2 separate regions of the Sus scrofa genome follow, and region 1 is linked to region 2. A link is a contact called in public HiChIP or PLAC-seq data. All regions are on one chromosome and are shown on one strand. The core of a region is the stretch at or near the end of the contact, and the rest is flanking DNA. Distances in the headings are between cores, read along the strand shown.

What was found. HiChIP or PLAC-seq counts read pairs in DNA pulled down with a chosen protein or histone mark.
Region 1: an H3K27ac HiChIP or PLAC-seq map of skeletal muscle shows a contact between it and region 2. The contact joins the enhancer-like site here to the promoter of ARID1A in region 2. A contact is called at or near these places in 19 of 47 Hi-C or Micro-C datasets (adipocytes, blood, embryonic fibroblasts and 7 more) and 2 of 2 datasets of contacts at active chromatin or transcription factors (alveolar macrophages and skeletal muscle).

The regions. Positions count from the first base shown.
Region 1 is chr6:84,098,938-84,102,262 of Sscrofa11.1, forward strand. All of the region lies in intron 4 of ARID1A (AT-rich interactive domain-containing protein 1A), which reads left to right. Among named protein-coding and RNA genes, the nearest start is that of PIGV, 29 kb to the right of the region's middle. Within about 2 kb of position 1,899, at least 26 of the 83 cell types and tissues checked have an H3K27ac peak or open chromatin away from gene starts, as enhancers often do. A contact at or near this core is called in liver and skeletal muscle, where this site is marked.
Region 2 is chr6:84,047,917-84,051,556 of Sscrofa11.1, forward strand. It overlaps ARID1A (AT-rich interactive domain-containing protein 1A), which reads left to right and starts at 1,813. Exons shown (of 20, transcript XM_021095630.1): 1 at 1,813-3,019. The coding sequence starts at 1,880.

The DNA of each region.
Region 1 (3,325 bases), core at 649-3,148, 51 kb after region 2:
ATATATAGGGGATTTCCTTTTGGAGGTAGGCCCCTGAAAAACATTCTGGAGACAAGTAGACCTTTTCTCACTTTCTCTGCTGTGCATTCCCTACCAGGCGCCAGAAGGTACCAAGAAGAAATGATGCATTATTCCCAGAATAATAGCTTGTAGAAAAAGAGGAAGGAGTTTGGTGAGAGGATTTTGGAAACTTGGGGTGGGGGGTTAAATTCTCTAAACCTTTCCCACAGCAATTTCTACGGTTCCAAATAACGAGCAGAGTCCAGGCAGGAGATGGGCCTAAGCTGGAAGGCTAGTGCCAGTCTCTGCATCTTTTCTTCCCCCTCCTTACTGCCTGCTTAAACCCCAACTTGGAAGTAAGAGGCAGCCTTTTTATGTGTTTAGTCACTCTTGGCATTTCAGCAGCATCGGCTAGCCTGCTCTCTAGAGAGGGATAGCATTTAATCTGTTAGACAGTGAGCACTCATTGGAACAACGGTGTAGCAGTTCTGTCTAACTCTGGAATCCCCACTAGTCTGGGTGGGTCAGATCGCTCATCCTTCCATTTAGCAAAAACTGAGGAGAAAATGGAATTATTGTACTGAATATTTTTTAGAAGTATTCGATAGAGGTAGCTTCTTCCTCCCCTGACCCTTGACAAATATGTTTCTTAAAGAAAGCTTTATGAAAAAACAGGTCTCCCCAAAACTTATTAGCCTTAAGTAGTTCCTCAGTTAAGTTTGTCTTTCCTTAAAGTTTGTCAAAAACTGTTGCCTCCTTTCCTGTCATCTGCCTTTCTTCAAAGGTTAAGTTTCCCAGCCTCTTCTGTGTTCTTCTGGATTTCCTTCCATGGCCATGGATCTGTTAGATTAGGCAGGCGGGAAATACCTGACAAATTGCCAGTGCAGATTTGGTCACTTCAGGCTGTGCATTTGGACTTTTTGCATCCAAGGGTCATGATTTAAATGAGTGTGGCTAAATTCCAAGGTTCTCTCTCTCTCTCTCTCTCTCTCTCTCTCTCTCTCTCTCCCTCTCTCTCTCTCTCTCTCTCTGTCTCTCTGTCTCTCTGTCTCTCTGTCTCTCTGTCTCTCTCTCAATACAAGCGTGTGTGCAGGATCACCTGGGATAGGTGGTTTCCCTGCCCGTGGTCGGCACAACTTGGCAAAGGCACTTCACAACTGAAAGAATACAAGAACTCCAGCTGGGGGTGGGGGGGTAACATAGCTCCATTTCTCCAAGATTCGGCCAAATTTGTGAGAAAACCTTGATTCCAAGCATTGCTGTCGTTCTTTAGACTTGCTTATTGATGTTATTTAATCTGCTCAGCAAAATGAGCTGTTGGTATCCTTGTGAGTCTCTGTCAGGAGATTGTTTAACCTCCCTCTTCTAACCCTGATCTGGTATCTTCCTGCTTGAAAATGTACTTCATCAGACAGCCAGTTCATGTTAGAACTTGCAGCCCTTCCTGTGAGAGTGCTAGCAAAACCCCCAACACACACACACACACACACACACACACACACACACACACACATCCTCAATGAGGTATGGACTGTATGATTTTGGGCACGGTTTTGTTGTGGTGTGAAGAGAAGGTGTTAGCTGCTAAGTTCTGTTTGTCAGCAGAGCCTGACAAACTCATGCTGGCACTCGCTGGGGCTGGGCAACCAATCACAGCTGGAACGGTTATCGTCATGGAGTCCCTGTGGGCTTCCTCTATCAGGTCACATCCCAAAATAACACTGGGCAGTATTTCAAGTGAAGAAACGAAGGCTTTCGGGGCTGTAGCCAGCCTGGAGTGTGAGATTCTGTGTGAAATAGTTGGACCTGCTCCAGCGCTTTTGATCTGCATGGTAGATGAGCAATAAAATGCATGAAACACGTTGGAAACACGTGAGGAAATTCTCCCTGGCCCTGCTGCTTCCTTGGAACTAGCAGGGCACTGAGTGGGCTGAGCCTCACCTCCCGTCCCCAGCAGGATTATGCTTGGAGGAAAGCAAACCTGGGAAAAGAGATCTTTCCACTTACAGGGCATTGCTACAATGCTTTCAGCAGTCCTCCTAGAAGGCATCTGTTAGGTGGGCCCTTTTGAGAGAACTGAGAACCTGAGTGCTGAAATGCTAAAGGTGGCCCCACCAGGGAACAATAGGGGCTTGAATTGATTGAACTTTGTGTGATAAGTGTGTTATAGAAAGCCGAAGTTGTTAGGCATATTGAAGTCTGACTCAACAACCAGACATCCGGCTTTTCGTGGAACAAAAGACCTGAAAAACTGGCTTTTTGTAGGGTAGAAAGCAGAGGTGTGTCCTGTGCAGTAAGTGGATGTGGAATTCCGGTCAATATCTGTTCATGTAGATAAGGACTGGGGAGACTTCTTTTGGAGTCTTCTGCCTTTACCAGTCCTTCTCACTTCCTAATGAAAACATTTACTGTGATTAGCCACTGGGACTGATGGGTATGTCTTACATCTTGTGCTGCTGTGTATGTTGTCGTATGTCTCATTCCAGGGTATTGCTGCTGGTATTGGTTTTCCATGTGGCCCTGACCATATGGTGCCAGCAGAGTTTCATGCAAATGCCCCAGGGGTGTCACAGACTCAGATTTGTTCAGGCCTCTTGTCATATAAGTGAAAAAACTGAAGCCCAGCTTATTGCTAGCTTGCCTGAGGTCGCAACTGATAAGTACCAAGAGCTGGGCCTTGGTCTCCTAACTCAAGGGTATGATGCTTTTTCCTCAGTCCATATGATTGAGGAAATAATAGCATAATGGAAAGAGAATTAACATAGGCTTTGGGGTTCAGCAGATCTGGGTTCAAAGTTTAGTTTTTGCCACTTGCCATTTGCCAGATGGCTTAGATGTGTAACCCAGTCTCTCTGAATATCAGCTTTCTCCTTTTCAACATGTTAGTGGTAGAAGTCTCGACTTCCAAGAATTGTAGAAAATGAAGTAACTCCATAAAATGGCCAGCATATCACAGATGCTCAAGTGATAGTTATTGTCAGTATAAATGTAATGTTCCTATGCTAACTTTCTGGTTCTTTTTTAAAAAGTCAGCTTGCCCCATGCTGACCATCTGATGAAAATGACAATTTGAGAGACTGGCCTCACACCAACCAAATGAGGGAGAGAAGATTAATGCTGATTCTTTCCCCACTATTATTCTGAGGCCCAGGCATCCCAGCCCACGTGGGCTGCTGTTGACAGTGGTTCATCTAGCACTTTTTCTCCAAGGAACTCAGGGCATTTTTCCAAAACTGACAGCTCTCCTCAGAGTGACTCTGAAGGAAACCAGCTTGTTGCCACCACAGGTGCCTCTGGGGCCCTGAGAGCCCAGCCCCAGGGGTTG
Region 2 (3,640 bases), core at 563-3,062:
AGGCTGTTGCTGTTATTTTGTGGGGCCTGTGGATCTGGAGTTTTCTATGTACACCTCCGGTTCATCAGCATCTCTTAGAATGTAAACTCTGAAGACTCTTTACAGCGGAAGATAGAAAACAAGTTGGAGTTGCATCTGTTTTCTGAGTGACCTGTTAGACTGCCCATTTTCTGGAAGGAGAAAATGGTTTCCCTCCATTTGGCCATCCCTCTTCTGCAGTGGTTCCTTTTAACATTCAGGTTCTTCTAGTCCCTGGAGCTTCTGTGGTCTGTTTACAGTCTTACAAGTACTTGTCTTTGGAGACTAGGGCTCAAGTCCCCCTTTGTGGAGCTTGTGTTCTGCTAAAATGCTGTCATGTATCCCCAAAGTAGCTTCAGTGGTGACCATTTTAAGTCAGTGTTAAGATGCTCAGCTTTGATCTCAAACCCATTCTGATATTCTGATCTCATTGTTGGATATGGCACAGCTTAACTGCTTTTTTCCTTTTTAATGTTAAGTAAACAGGCAGCTTTGGGGACTCTGCTACGTTTTAAAGCCACCCTCCTCTGCCCTTTCACAGGGCAGTCTCAAGAAGTCTTAAGATTCTGTAAAATGGGGATAATGGACCTCATGCCCCCAGGGCCTTGTGAGGACCAGCTAATGAGGGCAGAGGAGTGGGAAAACTGAACGTCTGAAACAGTGATCTGTCATTTCATGCAGGTTGCAAAGGGGATAAAAATGTAAGGCTCAGCTGGGTCTTTGGAGCGGGTTTGCAAAAGGCTTTGAAGAAGCAAAGTGCTGTAGAGGTGCTAAGTAGCAGCCAAGAGACCAGGCTGGCTGCCAGGGGGTCAGGCCCGGGCCGAGGCGGCCGCGGTCTCGGGCTCAGGCCAATTTTGCAGCCGCGAGTAAAGTTCACACTGCCCGCTCACCTCCGCGCGGCCTGGAAGGGACCGACCCGGAGAAGGAGGAACGCCGGGAGGGAGGCGACACAGGCTCCGGAGAGGCGTGAGCTCCGGGCCGGGTTTTCCCCGAAGCTTCGGCGGCGGCGCTGCCGAGCGAAAGCGGCAGAGGGCCTGCCGTCGCCGCGGCTGGTTCTCTCCCCTCCTCCTTTGTAAGGGGAAGGGAGCGAGTCCGTTCCACGGCCTGCGCCCGCTCCGCGCTCCGTTCCGGGTTTGCCAGGAGGCCGCGACGGCGCTGGGTAAAATGGCAGTGCTGAGCCTCGTGTCGGAGTGAGGGGGACTCGGAGGAGAGTGGGGCGCTCTAGCCGCTCACTCCGGCCGCCCGCCCGCTCGCTCGCCCGCTGCCGCGCAGCAGCCTCAGCCCGCGCCGAGGCCGGGGAGGGGAGGCAGGACGCCCGGCCCGGCCCACGCTCCGACTCTGCCTCCCGGCGCCGGGGCTGCTGCCGCGCGCCCTCAAGCCCGCCCGTCCCGGGTCCCCCTCCCCCCGCTCCCTCCCTCCCCGCCCCCCTCCCCCTCGCCTCCCTCCCTCCCCTCCCTCCCTCCTCCTTTCTCCGGCAGCAGAAAGCGGAGAGTCACAGCGGGGCCAGGCCCTGGGGAGCGGAGCCTCCACCGCCCCCCTCATTCCCAGGCAAGGGCTTGGGGGGAATGAGCCGGGAGAGCCGGGTCCCGAGCCTACAGAGCCGGGAGCAGCTGAGCCGCCGGCGCCTCGGCCGCCGCCGCCGCCGCCTCCTCCTCCTCCGCCGCCGCCAGCCCGGAGCCTGAGCCGGCGGGGCGGGGGGGAGAGGAGCGAGCGAGCGAGCGCAGCGCAGCAGCGGAGCCCCGCGAGGCCCGCCCGGGCGGGTGGGGAGGGCAGCCCGGGGGACTCGGCCCCGGGGCGGGGTGGGAGGGGGGAGAAGACGAAGACAGGGCCGGGTCTCTCCGCGGACGAGACAGCGGGGATCATGGCCGCGCAGGTCGCCCCCGCCGCCGCCAGCAACCTGGGCAACCCGCCGCCGCCGCCCTCGGAGCTGAAGAAAGCGGAGCAGCAGCAGCGGGAGGAGGCGGGGGGCGAGGCGGCGGCGGCAGCGGCCGAGCGCGGGGAAATGAAGGCAGCCGCCGGGCAGGAAAGCGAGGGCCCCGCCGTGGGGCCGCCGCAGCCACTGGGAAAGGAGCTGCAGGACGGGGCCGAGAGCAATGGGGGTGGCGGCGGCGGCGGCGGCGGAGCCGGCGGTGGCGGCGGCGGGCCCGGTGCGGAGCCGGACCTGAAGAACTCGAACGGGAACGCGGGCCCTAGGCCCGCCCTGAACAATAACCTCACGGAGCCGCCCGGCGGCGGCGGTGGCGGCAGCAGCGATGGGGTGGGGGCGCCTCCTCACTCAGCGGCGGCCGCCTTGCCGCCCCCAGCCTACGGCTTCGGGCAACCCTACGGCCGGAGCCCGTCTGCCGTCGCCGCCGCGGCGGCCGCCGTCTTCCACCAACAACATGGCGGACAACAAAGCCCTGGCCTGGCAGCGCTGCAGAGCGGCGGCGGCGGGGGCCTGGAGCCCTACGCGGGGCCCCAGCAGAACTCGCACGACCACGGCTTCCCCAACCACCAGTACAACTCCTACTACCCCAACCGCAGCGCCTACCCCCCGCCCCCCCAGGCCTACGCGCTGAGCTCCCCGAGAGGTGGCACTCCGGGCTCCGGCGCGGCGGCGGCCGCCGGCTCCAAGCCGCCTCCCTCCTCCAGCGCCTCCGCCTCCTCGTCGTCTTCGTCCTTCGCTCAGCAGCGCTTCGGGGCCATGGGGGGAGGCGGCCCCTCAGCGGCCGGAGGGGGAACCCCCCAACCCACCGCCACCCCCACCCTCAACCAACTGCTCACGTCGCCCAGCTCGGCCCGGGGCTACCAGGGCTACCCTGGGGGCGACTACGGCGGCGGGCCCCAGGACGGAGGCGCGGGCAAGGGCCCGGCGGACATGGCCTCGCAGTGCTGGGGGGCTGCTGCTGCTGCCGCGGCTGTGGCGGCCGCCTCGGGAGGGGCCCAACAAAGGAGCCACCACGCGCCCATGAGCCCTGGGAGCAGCGGCGGCGGGGGGCAGCCGCTCGCCCGGACCCCGCAGGTACATGGCTGAGAGGGGAGGGGGCTGGGGCGAACGGGGTCCTGGGAGTGGGTGGCAGCTGCGGGGAGCAGGCCCGAGCCGTGGGTTACCCCCAGTCCGAGGCCCCCACTGCTGGGGAGCTGCCATTGTCTGGCTCTTCTCTCTTAAAATGGCTGCCTGTCTGCCTTCCTCTCTTTCCCTCCCTTCAGCCTTTGTGTGGGGCTTTCCCAGAAGTGTCTGCTTCCCTTCTCCCTCTACCCTGGTCCCTTCCAGCTCCGGGGGTCTTCAAGGGGGTGCGGGGCAGAGTGTGCAGGAAAGGGCCCAGCCCGAGGTGAGGGGGTGTTGGGGGGTCAGGATAGGGTGTAGGCAGTGCTAGGAGCTCGGGAGTTGGGTGAACAGTTTCTTGCTCACCTGCTGCTCTTCTCTGCCCGCCCCCCCCACCTTCCTCTGGGCCGTCCCCTAAGTGTGCTTTCGAGGAGGGGCCCCTCGGGCTCGGGGGACCTCGAGGTTGGGCAGGGGCCTGCTTGGGGGCAGCTAGAGGCCGGCTGCGGTTCACCCAGGGCAGCCCGGGCCGTCTCCTGTCTTAGTCTCTGTCCGCCCAGTGGCCTGGGCTTCTCCCTGGAAGTGCTGGTAAACAGCTGA